Linked DNA regions of Mus musculus: region 1 is linked to region 2. The links are chromatin contacts, called in public Hi-C maps. All regions are on one chromosome and are shown on one strand. The core of a region is the stretch at or near the end of the contact, and the rest is flanking DNA. Distances in the headings are between cores, read along the strand shown. Region 1 has its middle 23 kb from the start of Gm22503. Region 2 overlaps Prdm1 (PR domain containing 1, with ZNF domain).

The links. A called contact is a pair of places that touch in the nucleus more often than the background predicts.
Region 1: a contact with region 2 is called in a Hi-C map of regulatory T cells, with 4 times the contacts expected there. The contact joins two enhancer-like sites. A contact is called at or near these places in 1 of 39 promoter capture datasets (macrophages), 2 of 15 datasets of contacts at CTCF or cohesin (large pre-B cells and pro-B cells), 14 of 484 Hi-C or Micro-C datasets (B cells, CD8 T cells, Th1 cells and 9 more), 8 of 115 datasets of contacts at active chromatin or transcription factors (the 230-238 cell line, bone marrow-derived macrophages, a colorectal cancer cell line and 4 more) and 3 of 9 other capture datasets (adipose tissue, embryonic stem cells and macrophages).

Annotation. Positions count from the first base shown.
Region 1 is chr10:44,706,149-44,713,129 of GRCm38.p6, reverse strand. No RefSeq gene overlaps it. Among named protein-coding and RNA genes, the nearest start is that of Gm22503, 23 kb to the left of the region's middle. Within about 2 kb of position 4,084, at least 8 of the 459 cell types and tissues checked have an H3K27ac peak or open chromatin away from gene starts, as enhancers often do. A contact at or near this core is called in Th1 cells and regulatory T cells, where this site is marked.
Region 2 is chr10:44,442,907-44,449,621 of GRCm38.p6, reverse strand. Prdm1 (PR domain containing 1, with ZNF domain) reads left to right here. Exons shown (of 7, transcript NM_007548.4): 4 at 2,578-2,830. Among named protein-coding and RNA genes, the nearest start is that of Prdm1, 12 kb to the left of the region's middle. Within about 2 kb of position 4,966, at least 28 of the 459 cell types and tissues checked have an H3K27ac peak or open chromatin away from gene starts, as enhancers often do. A contact at or near this core is called in Th1 cells and regulatory T cells, where this site is marked.

The DNA of each region.
Region 1 (6,981 bases), core at 2,835-5,334, 260 kb before region 2:
ATACCTTCTTCTCAGCACCTCATGGAACTTTCCCCAAAATTGACTACATACTGGGATACAAAGCAAATCTCAGCAGATATGAGAAATAGTACCTTGCATTCTTTCAGACCACCACAGACATAAGCTAGATATGTAGAACAACATAAATGACAGAAAGATTACAAATTCATTGAAACTGACAAATTTCTACTGAATGAACAATGAAACTAAGAAAGAAATTCAAGACTTTCGAGAACTGAATGAAAATAAAATACGGTATACGTAAACTTATGGGATACAATGAAGAGTGTTCCAAAAGCAAAACCATAGCACTAAATGCCTACATAAAAACAAACAAAGCAACAAAATGAACAGACCAACAAACAAAACCAGAAAGATCTTACACTAGCAGCTTAAATTCACACTGAAATCTCTAGAATAAAATGTATAATCATAGTCATTCAAAGACTCCTAACCCTCTCAGAGTCTAAACCACCAACCAAAGAACGTACGTGAGCTGGACCTAGGCCTCCTCGCATATATGTAGCAGATGTGCAGCTTTGGTCTTCACAATGGGTCCCAAACAACTGGAATGGGGACTATCACAAAAGCTGTTGCCTGTATGTGGAATATGTTCTTCTAGCTGGACTGCCTTGTCTGGTCTCAGTGGAAGAGGAAGCACCTAGCCTTGAAGTGCCAGATCAGGTGAAGTCCTGGGGGGCGGGGGGTGGGGGGGATCTGCTCAGAGAAGAAGGGGAGTGAAGAATGTCGGAAGGATGGTGGGAAGGGGTGAGTGGGAGGGGGGCAGTGAGCAGGACGTAAAGTGAATAAGTTAAAAAAAAAAGCCCAGGGCCCTATGTTTTAGTACACATTATGCCAGACTTCCAAAGAAGAGCTAATACCAATACTCCTTGAGTTATTCCACAAAAAATAAACAGAAGGAACACTGTCCAATTCATTTTATAAGGCCACAGTTACCCTGATACCCAAACTACATAAAGACAGCAAAAAAAAAAGGGGGGGGGGGAATTGCATGCTAATTTCCCTTCAAAACATAGATGTAAAAATAAGTACTTACATACTCAATCCAAGAACACATCAAAAAAGATCATTCACCACGATCAAGCATGCTTCATCCTCGAGATGCAGGGATGGTTTAACAAATCGATAAATGTAGTTCACCATATAAACAAACTGAAAGGAAAAAAAGGAAACCACACTATATCCTGGAGAGATCAGGGATACGAGAGACATACTGAAACATAATAAAGGTAGTCAAAATCAAGTTAAAATGGAGAGAAATTCAAAACAATTCTACTAAAACAAGACAGTTACGCACTGTTTCCATACATATTCAATATAGTACTTGACATCTTATATACAGCAATAAGGGAACTGAAGGGGATCAAGGACATACAAATTGGGGTGGGAGAGAGCCAAAGTGCCTTTATTTACAGATGATTTGATAGTATACATAAGGGACCTGAAATTTTCCATTGAGAATTTCCTACAGCTGGTAAGCACTTTCACCAAAGTAGATGGATACAAAAATCAGTCGAACCTCAGGAGCAGACACAGTTGCCAGCTCCTCCAAACAGGCAGAGCCTTCAGTCCTCAGGGAATAAATTCAGTGTTGCTCAGCGATAGTGGTGCATACCTTTAATCCCAGCACTTGGGAGGTAGAGGCAGATGGCTTTCTGTGAGTTTGAAGCAAGGCTGGTGGACAGCCAGGGCTACCCAGAGAGAAAAATATAAAAATAATAACTTCAGTACAAAACAGCAGTCTGTTTGGACATCCTTACTTATAGGTCTTACTACTTAATGCTGTAATTGGAATATCATCTAAATTTACAGCTTATTTACAAGTATCCTAAAACATACTCAGAAGACTTACATACAAAGAAAGAATGCCAGTTATACAAGTGATATCTTAACTACATGACATTTAAACATTTGTTCATTAGAAATACAGGCCTCAATTCACTTCCTGTTTTTATTAGGGTAACCATAGTTTATTGTATATAAGTTTAAAATAATGTTATTAGAATTATATGGTAATACATAAGGTTCTAGCACCAATTGTTAATTTCCTTATTTGGGATTAAATGAAATTCAAAGTTAGGCCAAAAGGAATTAGACTTTTTAAATATAGAAATCTCCTTGGAATTATAATAAGCTGTTTTCTCCTTTTAGGGGAAAAGACATTTTATTACCAAGAAAACCTCTAGCACAGGTAATATAAGTCACAACTACAAATGGTAATGCCATCTACTTTGTATTTATCTCATAACAAAACAAGGGGGGGAGTAGATTTTCTCATAATTACCAATTAGTGGAAACATAATGAAAATTGTGTCTGGAACAGATTTTACGATTATATTTTCTCAAAGTAAAACAAATAAGCAAGCAAGGATGACTATGCAGGAGCCATCCTATCCATAACCCAATGATAATTCCTGTGTAATACTTCCAATGTGACAGGAATGGTAGTCCTTCATACACACCATGTCAGCATTCATAAGAAACCTGTGAGACACAGTTACTATCACCATTTTCCAGATTAGGAAGCTGCCAGTGGAACTGGAGCCCAGGTCTGCTGAGGAAAGTCATGGCTCTTTGCATCAGAGCAGCCATATCATGGCCTGGTGTTAGACTTGTTCTAATTATAGGTATTAGGTTAGAAAAACCTTCTAGTGAGTTAATCTGTTACACCATTTTGATATGATAATTTCCTTTTTTCTCTTAGAAGAGTCTGTCCACATGGGGTTTCATATTCCTGTCCCTGGCCATGGGATAGAGAGAGAATTTTAGCTAAGAGTTTATCTCCTAATAAACTGACTACACTCCAGTGGAAGAGCACACACCCAGCAGTGTTAGGGTAACACAAATTAGTCTTCCCCTTTCCCTTCCTTACCCTCCTTCCTCCTCCTCCTCCTTCTTCTTCTTCTTCTTCTTCTTCTTCTTCTAGGACACAAAATTGGGTGGGTAGAAAAGGGGAGATAGCTTCAGGAAGGGAAGGCTAATATGATCAAAATACATTGTAAGAGCCTCCCAATTCTCAAAGACTTACCTTTTAAAAAACATCAATTATTCCCTAGATAACAAGAAATAAAATATTATTTAAATGACTAAAAAATAATTACAGAAAAATATTTACAAAGACATTTTTCTACATGTGATACATTACATAGCTTTTGCTTTGGGGGGTTTTATAAAATCCCTGTTTCTCTGTTGTATAAAGAAAAATATATAATAAGATAGCTACTTCCTAAACTGGATTTTATAACATTAATACTTAATATAGTGACTTTTCCCCCATTGGGTCTACAAGACTAAATTTCCTAAAGCTAGCAAGGGTTGAAAGAGGTGTTACCTAAGTTATGTGTCTTCACTGGAAAAATCAAATACAAGATCAGCCTTAGGCCATCTGGATCAAGGTACCTTCTCTGGCTGCCAAGAGTGCTGGAACTTTCTTTATGTTTGTAGGGAAGCACGTGGCGGGTGGGGTTGTTGTAAGAGGAGATTGCCAGAAAGAACCTTGGTGGGGATCAGTGGCCAGGCTGGCTACCTACAGATTCCAGTTCTTCCTGCATTCTTCCCTCCTTCTGCCTAAGGTTACCCTTTCTTCGCTTGGACATGTCTTCTCTTTCTCACACCAGGTTTCTCTAGATGAGGGTTTTATTTAGCTCCTATGCATTGAAACAGTGGGCTGTTCCTGAGAGTAAAGGGGCAGTATGGCTCTGCAATGAGTCTCAAGTTCCAAGCCTCCAGGGAAGGGCAGACATTCTGGTCACTGCAGTTCATCCTTCTATTTGAAATGAAGTAGAAAGAGAATAGTTGTCTCTGCACTTGGACATGTTACGGGAAGACCTTAGCAGCCACAGAGATGCTGGAAGCATTCAGGAAGTGAGTGCCTGCCCTGCAGTCAGCAGTGAAAAGGTGGTCTTCTGCCTGGCCCTGAAGCCACTACTGCTCAGGCTTTGCTGTGAGACTGTCTCTTTCTTTGTAGAAACTGGTCGAAAAACTGCTTGATAGCAATGTGTCTCTTTCTTGGGGTATATGAAAAACAAGAAAGGTCACCCACTAATTTCAAGAGTGAAACTTTTGCTCATGGAAGGGCAGACGTGCAGTGTGGTGGGGGGTGTACAGACAAGCAGGAAGCCACATGTTGTAGAATTACTTGCCGTCCACAAAGGCAAAGATAGATACACGGTCATTTGCCTTGATGATACAGTCTTCCCTCAACAAAAAATAATCATTGGCCATGTAAAGCAATGCCCAGGAGGGAAACTGTCTCTTGTATAGGACATATGTAGGCAGCTTAGTTTAGTTCACAGAGGAAGAAATAAGAGGCCAAAAGCAACCACTGATAGATAGCAAAATAAAGCATAGGCCCTCCAACATTGTGAGAACTACCTCATCCAATGGTCCCACACACATACATCAACCTGCATTTTGATGTTATGAATCAATATTGGGGTCAGAGTCTCAGGATTTTGTGAGTTAAACTCAGATGGTTGGAAAGGGCAGGAATGTTTAAGAGCCACTTGTGTGGTATGTTTGATCTCTTGAGCATCTTGTCAAAAGCTTCATGCCAAAGTATAGTGGTCTATCTCGATGAAAACAAGCTTGTTCTGAGTTCACACTCTCAAGACAGGAGATGATGTGGCTCACATCTATTGATGAAGCTTCTGCAGTTGTCAAGGAGCCTCATCCCTTACTGGGATGGACCACAGCAGAGTCACAAAGCATTGTCAGCCTGCTCAAGGGCTCAGGCCCTGGGCAAATTGCTTTCCTTCACTGGCCCCAACATCCTCACTTTAAGACAGCATTACCTTCACTGTACAGTCATAGAGCTCCATCAAGCTTTAAGTCTGTTTAAGTTTTGGGTATATTTATTCAGTACATCCGAATTCTTCAGTTAATACTGATCTGTAGTTTCCATTTATAAAGTAAAATAAAACACAATACCCAAAAGATCCCCTGTTTAAGTTTTTAGGGTGTAGATGCTAGAATATAATATAGGTCCATCTTGAATGTTGGAGCTGAAGCTTATCAAGTCTGGTTAGGGCATGCACTAGAGAAAGATGAAGGGAGGCCTGGCCCTATACAGACATGCCAAAGGATGATATATTCTAAAGAAGGGGCCATGGCCAAGGTACACTCGAAATCTCTGAAGACTTATTAACATGACCTCTGAAAAGCTCTGCTAAGTTCCTCCTGATGCAATTCCCTGATGAAAAACAGCTAAAGAATGTGCACTTCCAATGGTGCACTTCATAGCTGGGGTTTCCAGGTGTATCTGGTTCATATACAAATACAAACGCATCTGTCATCTGCCCGCAGACAGTGAAGGGACATGGTGAAGTGATGCTAAAAAGCCCCAGGGACTTAAAATTGGCAGAAACTACACTGGCAGGTCACCATCCTGTCTATGCATATCTATTTCCTTACTCTGATTAATTTCTTTTGTAGAAAGAGTAATTGATTTTACTACTAGCATTGTCTCTGTTATTATCTTTGGGCAAATAATTAATAGCTGACTCTATCCATTTATACTACTTATATACCTGAGTGTCTACTTCTTAAAATTTTCATGATAGATGATAGATAGATAGATAGATAGATAGATAGATAGATAGATAGATAGATGATAAGATAGGATGCATAGATGCATGCACACATGTATGTATGTATGTATGTATGTATGTATGTATGTATGTATGTATACTTATATAAAGTTTTAATGGGAGCCATTGTTGACATTAGCCAATTATTATATTGGGCTCCAATCACAATCTCTGGCCTCCATGAGCACATGCATTCTCTCTCTCTCTCTCTCTCTCTCTCTCTCTCTCTCTCTCTCTCTCTCACACACACACACACAGACACACACACATACACAACTTTAAAAAATGAAATCTTTTTTAAAGAGTTGGATGGCCTTATATAGCCAATTGTGATGGTCCTTAATGTGTAGTTCAAAGACCTCATGGTACCCTGAGGGTCTCTTGGATGTCTAAGCAAGAAGAATCTATGTCCATAAAGATGAGTTACAGAGTCCCAAATCTGAGTCATGCTGCCCAGAAAGTTCTTAGCCTTTCTTCACTCATTCCTGTGTGACCTATTTGGTCAGGACTAAAGGTCACCTCTTCCATTAGGCTGGCACTGATTTCGCTCCCCTTTTATCAAACCCATAGAAAGAGACTGTTTCAGGTACATGGTATGTGGCAAGTACTGCCCTAGAAGTTTATAAATATATGAATAATATATATTATAAATACATATACACATATATAATACTACCTCTTAATCATGGATCCACCAATTTTCCATTTCTTACAGAATATTTTTACTTTGAAATATTCCTCATAAATATAAGCCATGAATTCTATTAATATATAAATTCCTTGAAAAGTCTGAACTTGCCTTTTATGTCTCATAAGTTGATAAATGAGTGACTATGTGCTAAATGACAACACAGTTTAGACATAAACTATACAAGCCCTCAGAGGAAACATCAATACTAAAAGATAAATAAATGAAGAAGGTGAATATTTTATGTGTGCTTGTTTGTTTTGTTTTGTCTTTTTTTCTTTTTCTTTTTTTTTCTTTTTTTCTTTTTTTTTTTTCTTTTTTTTTTATTTTTATTTTTTTGAGATAGCTTCTCCTTATGCAGCCTAGGATGGCTGTGGAATTTATATCTTCCTCAGACCCTGGAGTGTTGGGATTGAAGGCTTCCACCACCATGCTCAGCTAAACAAACTAAGATTGGAGAAGATTCGCAGACATAAGAGTAAACAGAAGTAGACATAGCCTTAATTTAAATATAGGAATAACGTGACCAATGGCACACAACTTGGGATCCCCGAGGTTCAGTCACAAAACCAAAGAATAATCAGTGTTAAAGTGGGAATTAATAAGGCTTATAAGAGGAGGAAAAATGGAGAATAGAAATAGAAATGAAAGGAGATTGGCTATTGTGGGAGTTTTCTTTGTAGA
Region 2 (6,715 bases), core at 3,717-6,216:
ATTTGACAGTATCATAGTTGTTAAGCATGAGGAAAATCCTCGTGTGCCTATGAGATTGTAGACTCAGGTAGAATAACTATTCTAAAGGTCTGGCCTATGCTATCTCCTTTGGAGTGTCAGGGTTAGCGAGGATTCTGAGGTGACCTGGGAGATGGGATTCATGGGTAAAAATTGTTCTCTGAGATGTCTCTGGCATGTTCAGTTTTCCTCAGTGTAGAAATGAAGAGCTATTTATACAAATTTAGTGAGCTGTTTTCCTCACACAGACATGAAATATACACCACCCAGAGAAATGGTAATATCCACAACTGGATTACATGAGAAAAAGACTTTGGTTAAAAAATTACTTATTCCTGAGAGAGTCTGTCTTCAGCTAGGAAGTCTTTGTTTCCAGAAACGTACTACTTCTACAACTGCATCTGTAGTCTTGTTAAGTATTTGTTCTCAATTTTTATTTATTTAATACTTAGTTGGTGTTAAATTATATTGCTCCAAGATCGCAGTCTGAGATTATGAGCGGTTTCGCCCTTATTGCTGTTCTCAGATGGGAGCCACCAGTGGTAGATTAATCTTGGCCTCAGCTGGTATGAATGAAGACAATCCGACACTGTCGTTTTGAAAACGGTCAAGAAGCACCAAAGGCTCTCCCATTACTGTCCCCACTGTCCCATTTAAAGATTTACAAAAAGAATTAGACTAAATAACTAGAAGGCTTCCCTTGGGAGGAATTATTTAAGTCAGTTGTCCACATGCAAGGAAGACAGGAATGAATCTTTTCACAGGTTGGAAGATCCTGATTTGTCAAGCAGGAATAGGAACATCTCTGTGTTGTGAGGAATGAAAGGTTGTCATGCAAATTACACAGTCAGAGATGCTCAGGTTGAGAAAGCAGTGACATTTCTTGTAACTGTAGTATGAATCAGCTTGTGTTTAGTCTTCTTGATACTGGATGGAAAGGCTGGTATCAGTGTGCCTTTTACAAAAGCATGATGCTAGTTTCTTGGGGTGCGTGTGACTTTCACGACATCCAAGGTCCTTTTTTTTAAAACAAGGATACAGTAAACCGTAGCCATGAAAGGCCTACTGGGATCGGCACACCCTCTGCTAGCTGTTTCCACCCTGGTGTAAGGGCGATGGAACCCCTTGTTCCTGGAAGTTTGCGCGTCAGAGTAAACAAACTTGAAAACCCCTCTTGATAGCAGAATCCAGTCGGTCTTGTTACATTTTCTCTTAACAAGATACACCGCGGAAGCTCTCGCAGGCTGCTTTGATGAAGCCACACGCACCCCCCACACACACACACACACACACATACAATTCACAGGAAGTCTCTCTTAAAAGAAACTGATTCTGCTGTTTACTGCCTGTGTTAAAGGGACAGAGTTCCTTTTTTATTTCTGATAACGTTAGAGGGAAATACAGAAACGTTCACACAGCCTGTGTGTGACTAAGAATACAGCAAATAGCCCTGTAGAGCAAACTCCCTGAGGTGAGCATGGAAGCGCCGTACCTCTTGGAGACTGTCTTGTGTGTAAAGAGGGCTCTCTGCTCTGAAGGAAGGCGGTGGTTCTTCAAGGAGAGGAGCTTTTCTGGAGAGGATGAGGAGTGAGTCTTTGACCCCTTGGTTTCAGTAGGAGTGTATTTCTCCCCTGCTCTTAACTATGCCTTTAACCAAGCACTCTGAGTACAGCTGTGAGTCAGAGGTAGCATTGCTGAAGAAGAACCATATATTTTCTTTCTCTTCTTTTTCCAAAAGGCCAAACTCGTGGCTCTTGTGTGTGTAGACCGTGTATGCCAGCCTCCTCACAGATATGGGCAAATCTCTCTACTCCTTTTCAAGAGAGAGGCACAGGGTGGCCGCCTGTGTTTACCAAGAGGAAAAGTTACTTCTCGATAGGCTGTCAAACTTTGGCCTCCGTGCCAGTGCCTCACTCTGTTATGGCAGGTGAAGTTCACCTTTGCCCCACCCAGTGTTTCCACAAAAAGGCAGGGTTCCAAGTATTCATCTGAACAAGTGTTACTGTGGGACTCAGGGTTGGGGGTGGAGGATGTTTGCAGAGCCTAAGCCCCGGGCGGGCGGAGGTGTAGGAAACACAAGTACAGAGGCCATAGAAAAAAGGTGAGACTCAGTTTGACGCAGTCCTCTCGGCTGCTGTGCCCAGTGACTCAAAGCACTAGAAGTCAGCAGAGTTGGAACTCTGGGCTGAGCAGAGTCGCCTGATCGATATTCGCTACTGTAGCAAGAGTACCTCTTTATGGTAGTTTCACCCACTCTCGGCTGTTGTTAATTGGAATATTATTATTATTATTATTATTATTTTGCTATCCACTGCCCTCCCCAACATGAGAAGACCATAAAATTGAAATGGAAAGGTAACTAGCACAATGTGCCCTGTTTCCTCCCCCATTTCTGCTGATTCAGCGTGAGTCCCACCGGATCAGCAATGAGGCCTGGAGTCATGGGTACAGCGTTGGTTGCTCGCCTGTGTTCCTTCTGAGCCATTCAGGGAAGCTTCCCGGTCGCTTTGGGCTGGCCGGCTGTCTTTCACACTGCATCTATCCTCTCCTTTTGAACAGATCTATTCCAGAGAGGAGTTCCACCACTTCATTGATGGCTTTAATGAGGAGAAAAGCAACTGGATGCGCTACGTGAATCCAGCTCACTCTGCCCGGGAGCAAAACCTGGCTGCCTGTCAGAACGGGATGAACATCTACTTCTACACTATTAAGCCTATCCCTGCCAACCAGGAACTTCTTGTGTGGTATTGTCGGGACTTTGCGGAGAGGCTCCACTACCCTTATCCTGGAGAGCTCACAGTGATAAATCTCAGTAAGTGGATTACAGAACAAAAAAAAAAAAAAAAAATTAAAAATGCTAGTAATGTCAGTTCTGCCCCTGTGAGCTAATAACATGTTGTCTAATTATACGGCTTCGTCATGTGTTGGACTAAGTAGGTGGCTTTAGCTAAGACGAGGAAGAGGAAAAACATTCTTTAATGTCCCTACTTCTTATTATAAAACATAATCATCAAAGATATACATATTACATATATTGTATAAAATAACCAGTACAGAATGTTGTTTTCGGAAAGTTGCAGGAAGAAGTATATTTCCGATTCTAATTTATGCAAGCGGCTGTAGGCACAATCCCAATGGGTATGGACCTGTGGAACAGGCCAGCTGCAGTCCCTTCCTGCTGTGCTGGGTCAGAGCTTTGAGTTTTCACTGAAATCTTGTGAAGATACGTGTGCCTGTAAAGCCATGATCTAATGTGGAAAGCTGTTTTCTAGAAAAAAAAAAAAAAACTGTCATAATTGTTCAAGTAGTCTAAGTGAATAACCCTAAGAGATGTCATATCTGAGCTTCCTTCCTTATGGTAAAGGGGACTGATCTCATCTTTCAATCAGGCTTACGGTAACCGCCTATCTCTTTATCTTGACAAATTCTTGCTTCCTTGGGTTTATAAGCTTTTACTTTTTCTTTTCTTCTTTTTAAATTTTGGCTAAAGTTACTGTCATGCCCTCTAGCAAGCTTTCCCTCTTCAGTCAGTCTCAGGTAGCTTTAGGAACAATTTAAGAATAAAAAAAAAAAAATTCTAACTTCTATTTTAACTCAGGGTGTGTGTTCTGGGTTATACTGCCGAATCTTACAGCACTTTTTCAAATGACCATCTTCCCATGAAAGCTAAATGTTGAAGGTTTAAAAGTTTTCATTTTAATAGTCTCTGAAATTTGAGTAAACATTTCCAGAAATCTATAGAGAGTTCCAAGCTAGACTTTACCCAGTTTCTACTCTTCAGTCTCATTTGCTTTCCCTGGAGACTAAATGTAGTTCATATTTTACCACTGAAGCACTAGAAATATTAATTTTAGTATTTTAACTTTTAAGACCAAGGACAGTGTCTCGCTAGCCATGTTCATTCTACAATGCTTGTGCTCTCAGGAATTTTCAGTTTTCTGAAAATCTTAGCTTCAGTACCTTTCCTGTAGGCTCACAATATAGTGTTTGTGCCCGGGCCCTCAGCTCAGCAACGTACACCCTTGAGCTAAGCATGGTGGGTAGGTACCTGCCCAATAGCAGCAAGCCCTCTCCTCGTGTTTGGGTTTGCTTTGGGTGTTTGTTTGTTTGTTTGTTTGTTTATGGACAAGGTCTCGTGCTGCTTAGGTTCAGTTCAGACTTGATGTAGTCAGGGAAAGCCTTGAGCCACTGTCACCTCCAAAATGCTAGGATCACAGGCCTGTGCCCTCCCCCCACCCCTGCCTCCCACCATCCCCCCAATGCCTGTTCCGAGTGTTTACTCTTTGTGTCCAGAAGTAAGTTTCATTATGCTATGAAATGACAGCTTTGCTCTTCAGACACCCCCCCCCTTTTGACTGATGCAGGAGTCTTCTGAGGGTCACAGGAACACCTCCTTTGTCTGACATTCCTAGGACAGAAAGAGAGTTAACCATTCAGCTGCCGTGCAAGGCTCTTGCTCCTGATTGTGAAACCTGTTGGCCCAGGTGTGGCCACTGATGACTGACACTCTGATCAGGAAAATTTCCAGCATTTCATCAGGCCTAATAGGCAGATCGAGTGTCCAAGATGGGCTGTGCTAGATTTCCAGGCTTAAAGCACAATAGAGGTCTGTCCAGAATCTCCGTAAGGACTTCCATCATGGGGTGCAGGGGATGGAAACCTAATGAAAGAATGTAAGTCCCCAGAAATCACAAACTGACAGGAAAGAGAAGGGAGAGAGGAATGTGGAAAAGAACTGTTAAATTTAGCTCCTGGCCCTCCCAACCTTTTTGGTAATTTTTTTTTCTATCTATCTAACTAACCCATCTAGAAATCAGTTGACCAAATTATAGACTTCTGAATGTTAATCTGCTTTCTCGGTTTCAGTTGAAAACAGACTTTGTTTTGCCTACTGCAGAACTTCTAGGTTCTTTCTTGTAGTCTTAGGGGTGCTTATTATAGATCGAAAATGTGAGTCGGCATAATTAAGCCATTCAGAACCTTCCAAAGCAGCTCACTCTTGAAATGACTCTGTCCGCCTACAGCCATTTAAGATTTAAGAACAAAAACAGATCTTGATTTTCTTTTTCATGTTAACTCAAGCTGCTAAGTGGGAGAGTTAGAAATGATATCAGCTCCTGTGATTAGTCAGCTGCTGAAGGATGAGTTTTTAAAAATGTACCTTCATATACAGTCTATAATTTCCAGCTGTAAAGTATTTTAGAGACTGACATTTTGCTGCGGATATTCCTTCAGGATAAGTTCTCAGCCTGGTTGTTTGTTTGTTTGTTTGTTTGTTTTCTGAAGACAGAGCCACCAAACGCTAAATTATGCATGTCACGGAGAAAATGAAAAGCTCTGACTTCATTGTTTCTTGGTTCAGTCATTAGCTTCACAGTAGTTCAGTAACTAAAGTGCTTAGCAAGAAGAGAGCCGATTAAACCTGTGCTCTACACTGGAAGAAAGCCCAATTCTTTATACTTAACAGCTTTCATTTGTTAAGTTTCCACTGTGGGACTACTACAAAAACATTATGAGTCTTTGATGTGATTTGCCACATTAAAAAAATGGCACAGACAGGGGTGTGGTGGCACACACCCTCAATCCCAGTGATCGAGAGGCAGACGCTGGTGGATCTCTTTATTCTTGGCCAGTCCAATCTATATAACAAGTTCCAGACCTACTGAGACTGCACAATAAGTCTTCCCCCAGAACCCCCATCAAAAAAAGAGCAGAGTTAGGAAGGCCGTACACAAGCAGGCTTGCACACTCTCACGCGCTCGCTCTCGCGCGCCCACACACACACATACATAGGCATACGCACATGCGCACACAACTTCTTTTCTCTTAACCTGAGGGTGCTTCTAAAATCATTATCTTTTTGTCTTACCTCCAGTAAATCCCTTCCTGTGACTGTGGGATGCCTCGCCTGTCAGCCTTCCAGCTTAACCTGTCTCTCTCTTCCTTTACCATTTTAGCTTTAAAAAACAAAAGTGACAATTTGAACTTCCTGCCTGCTGGGCCTCACCCGAAGGACTGATATTGGGCTGATAAGGGGATATTTATTTTGGTTGAGAGGCTTGAGAAATTGCTCTCCCCCAGAAAGCTTTCTGTCACTGACCCCATCAACATCTCCCCTGATAGTGTTGTCCACGGTGTTTATTCTGGGGCTCTGGCTTACCCAGGAGTAACTGATAACAGCCAGCAGGAGATAACGTCCTGTAAAGCGCTTTCCGACTGGCATCAAATCCCTCCAGCCTGTCAGCCTGGAGAATGGATCTGAAAGCTTTAGTTCTGGGCTTCCACAGAGTTCATCTTCAGACCTATCAGGTAGCAAGCTTGGAGTTCCTTCTCAGTTAAGCCCAAAAGGGCTGTTTTATAAGAGCACAAAGGATACTTCTTTACATTGTCTTAAGTGTCATTCCAAACCTGCCAGATCTTGGAGGTCAAGAATCTTGTTTCTACTCCGAGCATGTGCACCCCCCAACTAATGATGCTCTCAGCATCCTGGGGAGAAGTGCCTGTTTGAATGAGCATCCCAGAAACACAACTCAGCCTGTGCATCGGATGTGTTTTATCTTTGGCCCAGGAAAGCTGAGCTGAGGCTTTTCCTGCGAAATAGGGCTACATAACTATGGACAGTTTAGGACAGTATTCTCCTTGTCTGAGCTTGACCAGGGCATATATGCTGTCTCTAGGAGTAAATGTTTGTCTCTTA